Linked DNA regions of Mus musculus: region 2 is linked to region 1. The links are chromatin contacts, called in public HiChIP or PLAC-seq maps. All regions are on one chromosome and are shown on one strand. The core of a region is the stretch at or near the end of the contact, and the rest is flanking DNA. Distances in the headings are between cores, read along the strand shown.

Region 1 (4,450 bases), core at 509-3,008:
TGCACAGACAGCTAATGACGGTCTGGAAAATCCATTTTTGCATGTGAAAGTGACAGAATTACCATGGAGGCCATACAAGGTTGGCTTTTGATTTTCAAAAGACAGAGAAATACACACCACTAAAGTTACATGGTGTAAAATGCTATCTTTCTTTGATGATTCAACCCAGAGAAGGTATCTGAGGGTACAGCAGCCTCTAGAGAATCACTGTGGCTGTTGTCAGGAAAACTAGAGGCAAAGGTGGAAGGCTTACACCTCCCCAAGTCCTCAAGTCTCTACTTCTCTTTCTTTTGCAGTGCACACACCTTAGGAACAAACTCCAGAGAAACATTATAGGGTGTGAGGGAAGCCATGGTTCAGAATCCAGGGAGATGTGGATCCAATTAGATCCTGGAAGCTCCTCCCAGGAAGTTGTCCCTACAGCTTCTTCTATCAGTAATGGGAAAACCTCACAAAGGTCAGCTGAGGTTTCCCCTCCCCCATTTTCAGCACACTGTTTATCTACAGGGGTCCTCCAAGAATATAAGGTCTGCACAAAAATATAACGTCTGTGCGAGTCCGTGACACAAAGCCAGACCAAACCGATCTGATCACTGTTCCACCGAGCACCTATGCACCCTCCTGCCTCTGCCACTCAGCAAGACCCTATAGTACAGGCTACCACTTTCCCCGGAAGAAAATGAGAAAGGAAAACAAAAAAACGAGAGGTGGGTGAGGCACCAGCCCTTCAATAGAGGGGACTATTGAAGGGGACTATTGGTCAGATGTGTAGTATGCCCCTTAGTCAGTGAATCAGGACCAGGCTGAGAGAGTACAGTACAGTTCCTGCTGGCCAAGAAACCAAGCCTAGCTTCATTCTGACCAAGACTTCTGCCGGGGTCTCACTGCAAGGACCAGCCAAAGTTAGGGGAGATGAAACCACAAGACACAATATTGGTTGCAAACGATCTAGGGGCTGAAATCTTACTGGTCCTAGGGACATACCTCAGAAGCTGGCTTAAACAGATAACTGCGCATTCCCTGGGGACCCTTGCAAGAGGGTGATAGGTTGTGAGCAGAGAGGAAGAAAACTCTGGCCCAGACCAGGCATTCCTCTCTGTATCCTCTCTCATCAACTATCCCTGGGGACTTGTGGAGGAGAGGAGCAGGGACAATGGTCCAACAGGTCCCCTTTACCTACCTGGACAGGTCAGCCTTCCTCACCCTAGCCTGAGGCCCCAAATTCAGCAGGAAACACAGAGGCACCTGCTGACACACCGCTCCATCCCCGCGAAACGGGGACCCTGGGCGGTGCCTCCCGGCGCTCTCCTGTCACCCCCCTCGTAGGGGCGGGGCGCTCCGGGAGCCGCCGCGCCCCCCATGCCCCCTCCCCGCGCTCACCTGGCGCAGGTGCTGCAGCAGCGTCCCCGCCTCCTCCCGCCGGCCCTGGCGCACCATCCGCAGCAGCTCCTGGACCATGCCGACGCGCCGGTGATAGGGGGGTAGCCCACTGCCCGCGCGCCCCGCCTTGTCCCCGGCGCGCAGCAGCAGCGACGCCCAGAAGTCGGGTCGTTCGCGGCGGGGGCCGGGCGCCGCGCCGGGGCTGGCTCTCTCCGCCAGGCTGCCCTTGGTCTGCCGAGTGCCCATGCCGCCGCCCGCCTGGGGCTGCGCGCGCCGGGCTAAGGCCGCGTCCCCCGCCGGCTTCGCGCCTCCCCGGCCGCAACTTTGGGGGAACTGTTGCGCGCGGGAGGCGCGGGCGCGGGGCGGGGGCGGGGGCGGCTGCGGCCCGCACTCCCCTCGCTCCTCCCTCCTCGCTGCCCCGGCGCGCTCTCCCGGCGCTCGCCGCCAGCCCGTCCCGGCGCTCGCCGCCAGCCCGTCGGCCCCGCCCCGCCCCGCCGGCCGCCCCGCCCCCGCGCCGCCGCGTGTCTCCCTCCCTCTCCGGCGCCCGCTCCTTCCCGCCGCGCGGCTCTGGGCTAGGGGTGCCCGGCGCCCCCGCCCTGCTTTGTCCCTGGTGCAGCGCCCCCTGCCGGACACTGTGCTGCGCCTCTTGGGGCCCGCGGCTTCCTGGCAAAGGTCAGTGAGTTCCCCGATGCTTTCCTGACTGCGCGCCTAGGTGAGGCCCAGGGATTACGGTGGTGGGAGGAGGTCGGGGCGCCGAGCGAGGGAGAGAAACTTCGGAACTTGGAGGTCCTGTTCGCCGCAGAGTCTAGATTCTCAAGAGTGGGCTCTGCAGAGAATCAGTATCTCAGATTGTCCGAGGTGCTGGTTTAAAGCGTAGTATCTCAGGCCTGGCTCAATGCCCACTGAGCAAGCCTCTTCTCCGGGCCTGGAAATGTGCATTTAGCTAGCATCTTGGGTGGTTCCGATGCTCGTTTCTTGGAGCCCCAGTGGCTTTCAGGTAGGTGATGGTAGTTGGTGCACGGACACAGATCTGGATACTCTAGTTTTGTGAACTCTGCATTCTTTTCTCCCTCCGACACTGCTGAGAGGAGACCTTTAAGTCTTCCTGCTACTACTTCAAAGCGGAAATGTGGCTTCTGGTTAGACATTCCTTGTTGCCTTCTTCTCGGGTTTCTTCTACCAACCCCCTGGGAACCCATGGTGCTTGGATAAGGTATTTTGGAGGCCCATGTGCCCTGTTCTTAGCTGTAGGAGGGGCAGCAGTTTTATTTGTATTTATTTATTTATTTTTTCTTTCTTAAGGTCGCTAGTATTGCTCTAGGCCAGAGGGCTGGAGTCCACCACCTGCTGCTGATACGTATCAGAAAAGCCTTGGGCTTCCAGATCCCTGGCTCCTTCTGGAAGGTTAGGATAGTAACACAGTAACATTTATGTCAAGAGTTGGAAGGTGAAGACTGTGTGTGTGTATTTCTGTGTCTGTTTACCCTGGTGCTTTTTTGTTTAACAAAGTTTCTCCCTGGCGTGGAACTCCCCAAGCAGGCTAGTTTGCCTGGCCAATGAACTCCACAAATCCACCTATTTTCCACCTTACTAATTTAGGATTGTTAGGTGAGTACGACCACACGACTTTTTCTTTTCTTTTTTAAAGATTTATTTATTATATGTAAGTACACTGTAGCTGTCTTCAGACACACCAAAAGAGGGCATCAGATCTCATTACGGATGGTTGTGAGCCACCATGTGGTTGCCGGGATTTGAACTCAGGACCTTCAGAAGAGCAGTCAATGCTCCTCCCCACTGAGCCAGCTCACCAGTCCTTTTTTTTTTTTTTTTTTTAAGGTAGATCACATTATGTATCCCTGGCTAATCTGGAACCTTTTACATAGACTAGGCTGGCCTCGAGTTTACAGATTTACCTGACTCTGACTCCTGAGTGCTGGGGTTATAGGGGCGTGTGACAATTTTTCTTTAAAAATTAAAAAAAATTATAAATTAAAATCTTTAAATTAATTTAGAGCTTAATTCTTTTTAAAAATGAGTCATGGATACCAAACTCAGTCCTGCTTGCAAGGCAAGCATTTTTACCCACTGAGCTGTCTCTTAGACCGGTGAATACTTTTTGGAAAAAAAAAATGTAATGACACTTGTTATTCATTCAGGACCATCCTCAGTAGGGTTTGGCACTAGGGGAGAGAGACCCAGCTTGGTTTTGAGTTTATAGCGAAGCAGCTGGGGTGGGTGTTGATGGATGGGAAATGACAAAGGGAAAGCACCATCTATAAAGGGATTCTAGCTAAACTGGTCTAACAGAATTGCCAGTCGATATCCCTGCAGGCTGGTAGAGGACAAACCTCATCAGACATTGCAGGTGATCAGCCACCTGGAGTAGTTCTTCCGAAACTGACTTGAGAAAACTCTTTGCTGGAACCGTATTCTATAAGAATATGCACCAATGGGCTGGGAAGAGGGTTCGGGAGCCTGACGAGGTGAGCCGGGTGAGAATTCTTATCCAAGCAGAGGTGCTGTAGAAGTGATCATTCTTTTCCATCTTCTCAAATATGTCTTCTCTGTCAACTCCAACAAGTGCCTTGAGGTTGAGGCCTTGGGTCTCCCCAAGTCCCACTCTCTGGTGTTCTTAGAGAACTCTGCTCTGGCTTCACGGTTCAGCACTGCATTCAAAACTGCTTGGCTTTTGTGTGCAGAGGACACTTATCCGGGTCTTGAGAATCTGGTTTGGGAAATACCCCTGGATCTCATTTCTGGCTTGCATGACCATCCAGGAAAGTAGCTGTGAAAGATCCCTGCTGATGGGGTCCCTTTGGGGGCGGGGTGGATGCCACCCACCTGAGGACAGACCCCAAACCTGAGCTAGCAGGTTGGCCTGCTTGAGGATGTATAAGTGGGGCAAATGCAGTCTCATTCTTTCTCTGAATCCATTCCTCTGTTATTTTTTTTCTCCCAATATTTCTTCATGGGCTTGCTCTCAGTAATGATCATTCAGATCTTCTCTATTTATTAAGAGACAAGTTGAAAAGCTGAGTGTGGTGGCACACCCTTTTAATCCTAGCAC
Region 2 (4,450 bases), core at 634-3,133, 45 kb after region 1:
CACCCCACCCTGTATCAGATTGGCTTTAAAAAATATTCAAGAAATACACTTTGACTTCCAGGTACAGTGGTGGATTTGCAGCCACTGAAATGATACAAATGTATCTAACAGGATTACAGATGTGTTTGTATCCAAAGCGACCTTGTTTGTTTCCTATGTCTCACCTCTGTTTCCTTTTCTTTGTTGGTTTCTTTTGGAAATTCCCCAGTTGCTTACAATGAATACATTACAGTTCTTCTAAACAGGGAAGAAATTTGCACTTATCAATGAAGGAGAAGAAGGCTTGCCTGGGTTACACAATGAGACTCTGTCTCAAATACCACACACACGCGTGCACACACACATGCAACACAAAGTACACACACACACAGAGAATGAGAAATAATCTGATTTTTAAAAGTCAAGTGAGGGCTGGCGAGATGGCTCAGTGGGTAAGAGCACCCGACTGCTCTTCTGAAGGTCCAGAGTTCGAATCCCAGCAACCACATGGTGGCTCACAACCATCCCCAACAAGATCTGACTCCCTCTTCTAGAGTGTCTGAAGACACTCTTCTAGAGTGTCTGAAGACAGCTACAGTGTACTTACATATAATCAATAAATAAATCTAAAAAAAAAAAAAAAAAAGTCAAGTGATAGATTTATTGTCTGTTTCTGCTATACAATAGTTAAAAATGTCTCACTGTAGAACGTTCTCTTTCACAGAAGGACCAGTGTCAGGTGAGTGGGCTTACAGTATGTGGCCGGAAGTCTGTCCTGATGAACCTAGAGCCTCATATGTGCCAGATGGGGCTCAGTCCACGGGCCACATCCTCTGCTCTCACTATGGTTTGTTTTAAAAAGATTCTACTTTTGTTTTCTTAGTTATGCATATATGTGTGTGTCATGTGCATATGGGTTTTATGTATGTGAGTTGTAGGTACCCACAGAGGCCCGGAGTGTCAGGTCAGATCTTCTGGAGCAGGAATTCTAGCAGTGAGCACCCGATGTGGGGGCTCTGGGAACCAAACTTGGGCCTTCTGCAAGAGCAGCATAGGCTTGTAACCGTGGAGCCGTTTCTCCAGCCCGTTGTAAGGACTTTCTTTTCTTTCTCTTCCACAGCACCTTACTCTTTTCAAATTCTTTGCACAAGAAGAGTCCCAGCTGTGCAGCGGATGTGCTGAACGCAATTCCTTAGTTCTATGTTCCCCTCCAGCAGTAATTGCCCACTCTTCTGCTGGGAGAAGCTGCTGAAGCCACAAGGAAGACCTCTCCAGGCTTCCTATCTGGGCCTGAACTACATTGTTTCAGAAAAACTGCCATGTTTCTTCATCATGATGCCGGATCATCAAAAAGTTTAGGCTATGCCATACCATGGTCACGGTGTCAGGGACAGCAGCTACAGTTGTGGACATTTATGCTTTTGTCCTTATGGTGTCTTTCTAGGAGAAAAGGAAAAAAAAAAAAAGGAGAGATATGCTTATTGTGTGTCACTTGCTACCCAAGAAAGAGCACCAAGAAACTGACTATGCGTTCATATTTCCTTCTGTTAAGATGAGGGTGGGGGAAGGGAAGTAAATCATAAAAGTTGACAATGGTGAGCTACGAAGAGGAAAACTGGGCTTAGCAGCTTAGAAGCGGTTTACCAGTTTCACTGGCTAGGCCTCAAGATGTCAGAGTCGTTGCTCCCTCTAGTGGTAAAATCTAGACCCGTCCTTTCCATTTCGGTGGTTGGTACTGCTCTGTGGCTTCAGTGTGTGGTCTAAAGTTGTGTTTTCTTCTGCTAAATTGTCCTCTGTTTGTCTCTTCCAATACTTTTGCGATATTATTTAGTGCCCCCAGGTAGTGCAGGATGATTTTTGCCTATCTTGAGATCTCTAAGCACCCTCTCTCCCCATCACTTTTCCTTAAAATAAGAGTGCTTGTCCAGGGCTGGTGAGATGGCTCAGTGGGTAAGAGCACCCGACTGCTCTTCCGAAGGTCAGGAGTTCAAATCCCAGCAACCACATGGTGGCTCACAACCATCCGTAACGAGATCTGACTCCCTCTTCTGGAGTGTCTGAGGACAGCTACAGTGTACTTACATATAATAAATAAATAAATAAACAAATCTTAAAAAAAAAAAAAAAAAAAAAAAAAAAAAAAAGAGTGCTTGTCCAGCATGCATGGAACTCACAATTCAATCCCCAGTGTAAGCCCAGCATTTGGATTAAAATAAAAATAAAATAAAATGAAGTAAAATAAAAAGAAAGAAAATAAAAAGTTCCACATTTACAAGTCCAGGAGTTAGGATGTGGACATATTTGGTGGCCATTATTAATTTCAGGGCTTCTTAAAAAATTTCCACTCAGAAAATTCTGTAGCCCTAGGTATATAGATTTATAAAACATGTATACAGGGACTTTAGAAATAGATGGATCAGTAGTTAGGAGGACTGGCTGCTTTTCCATAGGACCCCAGTTCAATTCCCAGCAATTCCTAATACCCACATGGTTTCTCACAACCCCTCTCTCTGTAACTTCAGGCATGCAAGTGGACACAGACACACATGCAGGCAAAGCACTCATGAAAAGTGTGTAAAAATCAAGTATTTACAGAGAATAAAGAAATTAAAAATAAAGAAATTAATTTAAGAACAATTCTTTGCTATAGGTTTATTATATGTTCCAGGCAGGGTTTCTCTGTGTAACCCTGGCTGTCCTAGAACTGGCTCTGTAGACCAGGCTGTCCCAGAGATCCTCCTGCCTCTACCTCACTGGAATGAAAGGAGTGCACATCTTCTGCACATGGAATATTATCACTTGCTAAAGATAAGCAAAATCTCACACTAACAGGATAGATATGCTTATTTACATGACACACAGTATTAAATCTTAGCTGAATATTTGGTATTTGAAGACACAGAATGAACATCTCCACCAGTTTTCAGAGTTGAAGGACATTTTGATTTTATAACTGCCAATTCTGAGAATGGTGCACATAAATATAACACAAAATGGAAGACATAGATTTAGGACCGTTTCAGAAATTGCTGGAAATTGTGTCCTAATCCTAAGATGAAATTCATAATTGAGAACGTAAGTCAGCAGGTTCTGGTTAGTGCTCATTGCCAATCAGACACATCTAGAATCACCCAGGAAGGGAGGGCACTTTTGTTTTTGCTTTGAGACAGGATCTTTTTGTGTAGTCCTATGTAGACCAGGCTGACATGAACTCAGAGATCTGCCTGCCTCTGACTCCTGAGTACTGGGATTAAAGGCGTGCGCTACCATGCCTGGCCTACAGGACAGAAGGGAGTTTTAGTGAGGGATAGTTTAGGTTAGGCTGACAAGTTCCCATGTTCCTGACGTCCCTGTAACAACAAACTGACTGTGTCCTACCTTTGTGAGCCAAATAGAACCCTTTCCTGAAGCCGGAGAGATGGCTCAGTAGTTAAGCGCCCCAGTTGATTTTTTCTGAGAATGGGAGTTCAGATACGCAGGATGGCTGGGAACTGTCCGTAATTCCAGCTCCAGGGGATCTGACGCCCTCTTCTGGCTGTGCGGGCACCTGCATGCTCATGCACATACACACCCGCATATACATAATAACAAGGTAAATCTTAAAAAAAGAAACCCTGGGGCTGGAGAGATGGCTCTGTGGTTAAGAGCACTGACTGCTTTTTCCTGAGTTCAATTCCCAGCAACCACATGGTGGCTCACAACCATCTGTGATGAGATCTGATGCCCTCTTCTGGTGTCTCTTAAGACAGCAACAGTGTATTTACATAAAACAAATAAATCTTTTTTTTTTTTAAGATAAAAAAAGAGAAATAAATAAAAAGAAACCCTTTCTCTGTTACCTTGTTTTTACTAGGGTATTTTATTACATCAAAAGAAAGAAGATGGCAACGCCACAAGAATTTTAAAAATCAAATATTTTAACACACCCAATTCAAGGATACACTAATTTGAAACACACTAGGAACAATGGTAGGAGAACATTCAGATTTTGCTGTCATCAAACCATGTTTATAGAAACCAGAACCGAAATCCTTGTAAAAAGTTTTGTTAAAATCCTGCAACTTGTAACATATGGTAGTTCTAAATCTGAGCCGAGGTGTTTGAGTCAGCGTCTGTTTATGTGTGTGGCATGATGGCGTGCTCAGTTCAAAGCAGGCATGTTGTTGTATGTTCAGGACCAAGGCTGCAATGAAATTGTGACACATGTCAGCCCTGCCAGAAAACACCTCTGATTCACCACATATTTGAGTTTGAATTTTTTTTTTGTGCATTCAGAACAATTTTATTATCTCCAATTCACAACCTCCACATTTAATTACATGACTCTTCATGACACATGACACAGGTTAAGAAGCTGGAATTTAGTATACTGTGTGTATGGTGGGTGTTATAATTCCTAGAGTGAAATGATTTTAGCTAACTTTAAGACTTGCCAATTTACCTAATAAAAAATGGAAAAAAAAAAAAAGAC

Evidence for each region. HiChIP or PLAC-seq counts read pairs in DNA pulled down with a chosen protein or histone mark.
Region 2: an H3K4me3 HiChIP or PLAC-seq map of the SCID.adh cell line shows a contact between it and region 1, with 15 read pairs. The contact joins the enhancer-like site here to the promoter of Lrrc75a in region 1. A contact is called at or near these places in 9 of 39 promoter capture datasets (3T3-L1-derived adipocytes, the C10 cell line, embryonic stem cells and 4 more), 2 of 15 datasets of contacts at CTCF or cohesin (CD8 T cells and the NIH/3T3 cell line), 4 of 484 Hi-C or Micro-C datasets (CD4 T cells, bone marrow-derived macrophages, embryonic stem cells and 1 more), 6 of 115 datasets of contacts at active chromatin or transcription factors (the 230-238 cell line, CD8 T cells, the SCID.adh cell line and 1 more) and 3 of 9 other capture datasets (adipose tissue, liver and pancreatic islet).

Annotation. Positions count from the first base shown.
Region 1 is chr11:62,646,765-62,651,214 of GRCm38.p6, forward strand. Lrrc75a (leucine rich repeat containing 75A) reads right to left here and starts at 1,759. Exons shown (of 4, transcript NM_198861.1): 1 at 1,381-1,759. The coding sequence starts at 1,626. Mmgt2 (membrane magnesium transporter 2) reads left to right here and starts at 1,900. Exons shown (of 2, transcript NM_175002.2): 1 at 1,900-2,092.
Region 2 is chr11:62,691,823-62,696,272 of GRCm38.p6, forward strand. It overlaps a transcript of Zfp287 not described here. Among named protein-coding and RNA genes, the nearest start is that of Zfp287, 38 kb to the right of the region's middle. Within about 2 kb of position 1,884, at least 14 of the 459 cell types and tissues checked have an H3K27ac peak or open chromatin away from gene starts, as enhancers often do. A contact at or near this core is called in the SCID.adh cell line and bone marrow-derived macrophages, where this site is marked.